Linked DNA regions of Hordeum vulgare: region 2 is linked to region 1. Evidence: chromatin contacts called from public Hi-C data. All regions are on one chromosome and are shown on one strand. Each heading gives the region's core, a stretch centred on a gene start, on an enhancer-like site or on the middle of the called end of the contact. The rest is flanking DNA. Distances are from core to core; before and after follow the strand shown. Region 1 has its middle 8.2 kb from the start of LOC123445699. Region 2 has its middle 95 kb from the start of LOC123445718.

The links. Hi-C and Micro-C count contacts between places; a contact is called where the count stands out from the background.
Region 2: a Hi-C map of seedling shows a contact between it and region 1, with 2.0 times the contacts expected there. The contact joins two enhancer-like sites.

What each region holds. Positions count from the first base shown.
Region 1 is chr1H:465,309,090-465,313,484 of MorexV3_pseudomolecules_assembly, forward strand. No RefSeq gene overlaps it. Among protein-coding and RNA genes, the nearest start is that of LOC123445699, 8.2 kb to the right of the region's middle. Within about 2 kb of position 1,727, at least 3 of the 3 cell types and tissues checked have open chromatin away from gene starts, as enhancers often do. A contact at or near this core is called in seedling, where this site is marked.
Region 2 is chr1H:465,685,261-465,689,655 of MorexV3_pseudomolecules_assembly, forward strand. No RefSeq gene overlaps it. Among protein-coding and RNA genes, the nearest start is that of LOC123445718, 95 kb to the right of the region's middle. Within about 2 kb of position 2,526, at least 3 of the 3 cell types and tissues checked have open chromatin away from gene starts, as enhancers often do. A contact at or near this core is called in seedling, where this site is marked.

The DNA of each region.
Region 1 (4,395 bases), core at 477-2,976:
TTTCAAAAAGTTCATTGAATTTGAAAAGAAGATCATTACCATTCAGAAAAATTCACTGATTTGCAAAAAAGTTAATCAGCTTACGAAAAAGTTCATCTATTCATAGAAAACGTTCACGTGTATGCGAATAATTCATTGAATCAGTAAGAAAAAAAAAGTAGAAAACGAAAAAAAGTTAAAAATGACATGTAAAAGAGGAGAAAGGATAAATGTCACCAGACCCCGCTTGTTGGTGTGGTGTGGTTACCAGATCCCGCTCAATGACAGAGGTCGCTATTTCGATCCACAAACGGCTCGCTTTCTGCAAATGTCGTATTTGACACAGGGGCCGGTTATAGGCAAACTTTGCTAGCAGGCACCTGCAGCGCTTTCGTGATGGGCCGATCCATCTAGAAATCCTGTATGTGTTAGTCTGTGAACTTTTTTTCAAATTGATGATTTTTTTTTAAACCATGATATATTTTGAAATCGGTGAACTTTTCTGGAAAATCGGTAGACATATTTTTAAATTAGTGAACTTTTCAAAATCAATGAACTGTTTTTAAAAATTGATGAAGTTCCTTTCAAAATCGATGATTTTTTTCCCGAATTCTATGAACTTTCTGATAATCTATGAACATATTTTAAAAATTGGTGAACTTTTTTTCATAATCATTGAATTTTTTTCGCAAATCTAAACTTTTTAAAATTTTGTGCAACTTTTTTTGATTTTTTAATGATGAACTACACTCTACATGGATCGACCCACGAGGAGGGGCACTACAGGCGCCGGTTTCCCAAGTGACGCTAAAGGCGCCACATACGAGCTCCCCGCTTTCTGCGAATTAAGAGAGAAAAAAAGTCAGATGAAGTGATCCAGCTCGGACTTGCTTCAGGCGCTGGTTTCCAAAAAACCTTTAGGGCATGTACAATGGTGCTATTTTAGGAGTGTCGCATAGGATAAATGATGAGGTGGGAAAGAGAGGACTCAAAAAAAGAATTTGCCTTCTTTTATTTAAGAGAAGACCAAAGGTGATCTCTTAGCACAATATGTCTCACCATGCTTTTAAAAATAACTAATTATAAAATATTAGGCTAAGAGATGATTCATTGTAGACTTTTTTTTGTCATCTTTAAATTACATACAAGATTTAAAATTAGACTATTTTATCAATCATTGTACATGCCCTAAAACCAACGACAGCAGGCCTCACGGCCAGCCCATCCCATAGGAATACCCCAGCACGCGAGGGTTTCGCGGGAGGTCGCTCCCATGCGACCTGCGCGTCAAATAGGAGGCGCCGTCAGAACTACCCTTCTCTACTCCTGTGTTCCAGTGGCCAAGATCAAATTGGAGAGGCTAGGGCGGTAAGCCGTGGTGGTTTTGGCAAAGTTCTATCACAAATCGCTAGCTCAGACTCGGAGCTGAATTGGCGAATTGCTGATGCCAAAGAAACACTAATCGCTTTTCATGGTCAATCAATCCGGCGGGGCCGCGACAACAGCTACAGGGACATCGACGATATGGGCAGTTTGGGCTCGCGACAGGAGTCGAACTTATCCGTCGAGTAGCCGCACGTCCCGAAGCCACTGGCACCAACTCGCGCGCGCACGCAAGTCTCTCGAGTCTCGAGTCTTCCACGACGTTGTCCAATTCAATTGCCCATGCCGGCTACTCCCACCCATACGGCCATACCGGACGGATAGCGACGGAGGCACAATCCAGTAGTAGAAGCAGAAAGTGAAGTGCGATGCCATGGTGTCTTACCTCAAAGCCTCAGTGTATCGTGAGCGACATGGGGAACGCGTGATACGGACACTAGGAACGCGTGATATGGATGAGTAGGTGAGAGCATCTACACCCGCACGATATTTCAAACCCGTCTAGCAACTCTGACCGAGAGCCTATTTTTGTCCGTTCATGTCCGTTTAAATCGTCGCAGACATAAAATGTAGCTTAACACGTCGACAAAAAGACGTATGTCCGCTTTTCATTCTTTCGCGATCCATTCCAGAACCAAATTTTGATGGCATTTACGTCGCCCACCCTCTTCTTCCCTGCCCGAGTCGGTGGCACGTACGTCATCCTCTTCCTCTTTCGTCTCCAAAACACCCGCCCGCCCCTGCCTCCCACCTTCGCCACCCGTTTCTACCGGCACTGCCAGCCATCCGGGTCGCGGACTCCTCCCGACAGCCTCGTCTCCCGCAGTTGCCGCCAAGCTCCGCCACTTTCTCTCAACGGGAGGCTCCTCTCCGACCGGTGTCTTTCACAATGCCCGCAAAGTGTTCGACGCTTTGTCCAAGGTATAAATGGACTTCGATGATGAGTATTTTTTCTACAACGTTCTTTTGAACTCGGATGATTCTTCATTTGATGATGAGGACCTGCTGGCGGCTGCGTTGGTCATCCATGACCACGTAAGCATGGAGCGGACATAGTTCAAGCGCTCCATGCCAGGGCACACGCCGGCACTGAATCATAACCAGGAGAGTGATCATTTCCTCTTCTGGAAAGACTATTTCGAGACTCCAAATTCGTTCTTCAAACATCACTTGTTCCGTCGTCTTTTTGGGATGGCTAGACATGTTTTCAAATGTATTCGAGAGGGGGTGGTTAAGTAGGATAACTATTTCGAGTGCAAGACGGATGTCCTTGGAAAGATTGCATTCTCCTTTTATCAAAAATGCACTGTTGCCATTCAGATGCTTACATATGATGTCCCCGGCAATCTCATTGATGACTATGTTTGGATGAGTGAGTCAACCTGCCTTGAGTCCATGTATAGATCCTGCAGGGCTATCATAGTTGTGTTTAGACCAGAGTCCTTGAGAGAGCCAACAGTTGTCGATACAACACGGTTGTTTTTTATGAATGTCAGTAGAGGGCTCCCGGGAATGCTTGGTAGCATAGATTGTATGCATTAAAAGTGGAAGAACAATCTTTTTTCTTGGCAAGGGCAGTATAAAGGCCATGTACGAGCTTGCACTGTCATACTTGAGGCCATAGATTCTCAAGATCTCTCGATTTGCACGCTCTCTTCGGCATGGCTGGATCTCACAACGATATCAATGTGCTCCAGCGTTCTCCGGTGTTTGTTAGGATGGTAGAAGGCAATTGTCCGAAAGTTAAGGCAATTGTTCGGAGGTTAATGTTGAGATCAATAGCCACCAATCCCTAGAGTTTGGAATGGAGGATTGAGCGACGGTAGGAAAAATGATTGGAATATAAAGGGTCGAGTTAAGATTATCACCGACGAGCCATTAAGTATGGTAAGTTGGTTTTAATCTATATTACACACCATGTACTTCATCTAGTACTTTTTACTCCGCATATAAGATTTAACGAAGTATTGCAACATATTGCAAATAATTAATTTGCAATATCCTTTTTACCCGTACTCAAGAAACTGAACTTCAAGTTTGAAAAATAATTAATTTGCAACATATTGCAAATAACCTGCCAGATTCATTTACTGACTATAAAGGTGTTACAAAATCCTACAATCCTGCCAGAAATGCGCCCGAAAGAGTGGAGGTACCAACAAAAACCACTCAACCCCCTGTTCAAAGGAAGAGGGGGAGAAATACGGCCACATAACAGGATTCAGCTTCTCGCAAACAACAAAGGAAACAGAGGAAGAAACCCTGTGAACCAGTAAATGTAAATCAACCTAGCGTTGATAATCATCAAATGGGTAATGAACACCCAGTGAAAGAACGGCCCCCACAACCCAGCTCAGTTGTGCACTCAATGACTGGGACATCGGAAAACCCTGACTCAATCGTATTGGCAAATCACGACCAGTCAACATGGGTAAATGAAATTTACACCAACTACATGGATTCTGGAGAATGTTACAATCGTAAGTCTACTACTGTCGACATATATTTCTCAACTACAGTTACAGACAACCTTCTAAATGATCATGATCCAAAGACCATGGCAGAGTGCAAGAAACGCTCCGACTGGCCTAAATGGAAGGATGCAATCCAAGTAGAGTTAGCCTCGCTCAATAAACGAAAGGTATTCACTGAAGCAATACCTACACCTCCCAGAGTTTTCCCTGTGGGATTCAAACGGGTTTTCGTCCGTAAAAGAAACGAGAACAACGAGGTGGTGAGATATAAAGCAAGGATTGCAGCCCAAGGTTTCACGCAGAGACCAGGCATTGTTTTCAATGAAACATACTCTCCAGTAATGAGTGGTATTACTTTCTGATACCTTATTTCTATGGCAGTACAAAATCGTCTATCTATGCAGTTGATGGACGTAGTGACCGCCTACATTTACGGCTCACTTGATTCAGACATATATATGAAGGTTCCTGATGGAGTCCCAATTCCGAATCCAAACGCAAAACGCAACGCATATTGTGTAAAATTAAACAAGTCTTTATACGGCTTAAAACAGTCGGG
Region 2 (4,395 bases), core at 1,276-3,775, 380 kb after region 1:
TGGGGGCCACTAGCAGTCATTGGGCTGACTCAAATCTGGCCATGACGACGCTGCACCGCGCAAGCACGCACAACAGCGACCACAAAGCGTACACGGGATCAAGGCGGGTTGACACACATGAGCAAGGCAAGGCGGCCGACGAGCTCTCGGGATGTTGCATCACGTCCAGCACAACCGGCGAGGAAGACCGGAGTAACGTCTCCAACAACGACCACGACAGGCGGTCGTTGGCATTGTGGGAAGGACTCCTCATGGCCATGGTAATGGGGCTTGAGGCACTAGGAGCTTCGCAGGCATGTCTGGTTGCCGAGGGAAACAACATGGCCAACTGATATCGTCAAAGTGGTAGATCACGGCGCAATGGCGACCGATCGAAGGCGAAGAAGATGACCATGCAACGACATAATAGAGGCGTCCCACGTCGACTCATTCCATGGGGTGTGCAAGGCAAGCTTGGGGCACCTAGACATGAAGATTTGGCACGAGGAGCCAATTGGCCGCGCGAAGAAGAAGACGACAGTTGTTGGTGCACGCATGCATGTCGTTATTGCTTCTGCTGCTAGTGCACGCATATGAAGAGTTTAAAGGGAGGGAGAGGAAGAGAGCAGGCCAGCAGGGTGCAAGAGGGGGTCGAAGCGGCATGGCACCTCACCCTCAATGAGCTTGCTTCTGGCCGAATGTGCCACCATGGAACATGAGAGAGAGAGAGGGGTCATCTTTTTTTTCTACACTATAGTGGGTCATACACGTAAGTGCTAGAGAGATGACAGAATGGATTTTTTTTATAGGGGCAAGGAGGCAACCTGCAAGTGACATATGCAAACAAGGAAAAATATATACAAAAAGCTTGTTGTAGACGTCTAAAAGGCCTTTCACTAGACAAAAAGAACACAAAAGGATATTTTCCTAAGGACAAAAAAGGGAAGAGGGGCAAAGGTTAACATTCTTTTTATTATAGGTAAAGATGAGATTGAAAGCTAATATTAGGGGGGAGACAAAAATGTCCCATAATTATAACTAGCAAACATGTGTACAAGAGGAGACAAATAAATTACGCACTAGCCAAATAAGTATGACTCAATATCCCGACATATGAGCGTTTTCTATTTTCACACGTGGCTCACCATGTTGCCACTTATCCTTTTTCCCACCCTCCCTCGTGATGGCCACGATATCCACGTGATCACTATGCATTCGGCGTGGTAAATCCCAAGGCTATGAGCTTGTCACTACACGTCACATTTGTCGTTGTGTTTTGCAAGGGAACGTTAAAACTTTTAAAACAAATCTCATCAACCGCGAACTACTCTCAATGCCTAGACATATAAAGACTTTCCAAAACTACTCAAATCCTAGAAATAAAAGAATGTTTAATCGGCAAACAGTTTTTCGAGTCGACACACATTTGTTTTTTAATGCACGAACATTATTTTGTTTACACAATTTTTTGAAATGCATGAGCAATTTTAAAATTCATAAATATTTTATGACTCAACAAACATTTGTCGAATCAATGGATTTGAAAAAAATGGGGAACCAATTTGCATTTTTTTATTTTTGATAACATTTTCTAAATTTCATGTAATTATTTTTTGGATTGACGAATATGTTTTGAATACACGATCATTTTTTCAAAATCATGAAATTAGTTTTATTTTCTGACCATTTTTTCCCAAATATGATTTTTGTTTTCATAATTTGCGAGCAGATTTGTAAAACCACTACAATTCGTTGAATCAATGAAAAAATTATGAATTCCTGAATAACTTTTTGAATTCACATACTTTGGAAAGAAAATCGCAAGGCACTAATGATGGAAATTCTAAAAAAAAACGGGCAACTTTTTAAAGTACAGAAATCCTGAATTAATTTAATGAAAAACAAAAACAGAAATGAAAGAAAATAGGGAGTCCAACACCACACATGAACGCATATGGGGGGGGGGGGGACGTCGGAAATTTGTGGAACCTAGGGGTCAAACCGTAGCTCGAGGGTGGAAGTGTTAGGCTTTAGGCACTCTTGCACTTATGTGTCCATGGATTCTATGGGTGTCATTTTTATAAAAGAATTAAGTACGACAGGTGACTTTGGAAAGAAATATCGCATCGTTTTCTTCATTTATGTATATGGCATAGTGGATAATTTATAGCAATTTCAAGGTGGTTTTGGGATGGATGGACATAAGCACTAATCCCTCTACAAGTAGGTAGGTATAGATATCCTGGAAATGACAATTGTGGGTGCTACTAAAAGTTTGTTGGGAAACTCCTACACTTTACATATATATAAAAAATGAAAAAGAAAATGAAGACATCAATTGGACCAAAAAAACATATTCATATGATACTACTAAAGAGCCATAAAAACTGTTATTTTGGACCTCATTTTAGCTCATCATCGCTTTCTGCGGGCTGCATGTGCTGATTGCGCTTAGCTCGCTTGACATTGAAGGGATGGCGCCTCGGAGCCCAGCTAGCATGGCCAGATGCTGTGGGGAGCGGAAAATCCTATTGGCTGCTCGTTGCGAAATGGTGTCGGGGTTTTCGCACAGGATACTCGATGATCGTTCCGGAGTGGGCCGGCCCGTTTAACGTTCCAAGGCTCCCGGTTTTGAAAACCTTTCCAGCTGGGGTTTTTCAGTTTTGGGAAACTTCTAAAAGGTTCCATAAACCGGTTTTTTTATTTTCTTTTTTCTTTTTTATCATTTTTGTTTCTGTTTCAAAAAATGTTCAGGGTTTCCAAAACTTGTACTGTATTTTCAAACAATGATCTGAACTTTCAAACAATATTTGGGATTTCCAAAAATAGTTCTTCAAAATAGAAAATTGTTTTTCCTTTTAAAAATAATCTTCTCGATATTTTAGAAAAATGTGGATTTTAAAATAATGTTATGTATTTTCATGAATTGTTCTTCAAACTCGAAAGTTGTTTTTGCTTTTTTAAAAAATGTTCCGGATTTTCAAAAAATGCTCAGAAATTTCAAAATGTCTTCTGGATTTTCAAAAATTGTTCTTAAAATTGTAAAAATATTACTGCGTTTTATACTTTTTTTATAAAATTCAAATAGTTTCTGTTTTCCAAAAACATTCATAACTTCAGAAATTGTTCAGGGTTCTACGAAAATGCTCAGTATTTTCAAAAAAACATTTGCTATTTTCTAAATAATCTGGGTATTTTCTAAAAATGTTCGGATTATCAGAATATTGTTCAGTTTCTTAACAAATTTGTGTTCGATTTTTTTCTTAAATTTAGAAAAAAAAATTGAATTACAAAAATGTTCCTGCTTTTCGAATATGTTCCAAATTTGAATTTCAAACTTCGTTCATAATTTTATAAAATGTACTGAGTTTTTTAAAAAATATTCTTCATGTTCTAAAAATATATTTGCGTCAAATAAAAATAAAAGGGAAAAAGTAAAATCGAAAAAAGAAAGGACATAAGCAGAAAAGGAAAAAAAGTAAAAAAATATTATTTTGAGACAAACAGGAAAACTGCGCAGTCCCAGTTGGGGCGAGCCCCTGTGCGTGCTAGCGCCTCAGAATGCGGCAGCTGGAAGCTACCGTCGCGAGTTCCCAATTGGCCTTAGCTAGCCACACATAACAGGAGACCCAGTAACTTCTGCACGAAAAGAAAACATGAAACAAAAGGATTACTCTTAGTTGAAATTGGGATCGTTGAAAATCAAACTCAGGACCACAAATGTTGCCGATGTAACGCACTTACTACTAGATCAAATTGCTTTTGTTTCCACTTATAAGAAAATTGTGCTAGTTAACATTTTGCTTAGTAAAACGTTAACGGATACGCAATATAAATTATCCGAAAAAGCAAAACATTACTCTAACAAATTGATTTTGGAAAAAAATGTTCACAAACTTGAAAAAGTACAATAATTTGAAGAAAAGAAATCATCAATTTCGAAAAACGTTCATCACAAAAATTCATGATTTTTGTAAAAGTCACACATTCGTTAAAAACATCGATTTTGGAAAAAAACTCATTGATTTAGAAAAATAAGCTTATGGATTTTTCCTAAAAAGTCAATTGACTTCAAAATTTTCACCAAATTTGGATAAAAGTTCAACAAACATTTTTTTTATCGATTTTGTGAGAAGTTTAAGTTTTTGGAAAACATTCATTCAAATGTTCAAAAAGTTCAGAAATCCTGAAAAAGTTCATGCATTTTGAAAAAAGTTTGACGATTTTGAAGAAAAAGTTCATCAATTTAAAATCATGCATTTAATAAAAAAATAGAAAAGGAAAAAAAGGGAATGTTAACTGTAGAAAGAATAAAAGAGCGAAGGAATTTAGTTTCTACAAGTGTGGGTTGTCTCCCTAGTGCTTAGCTTGTCATGATGTGAACGTACACGTCTCAAGTTCAATCCATCCCGTTCG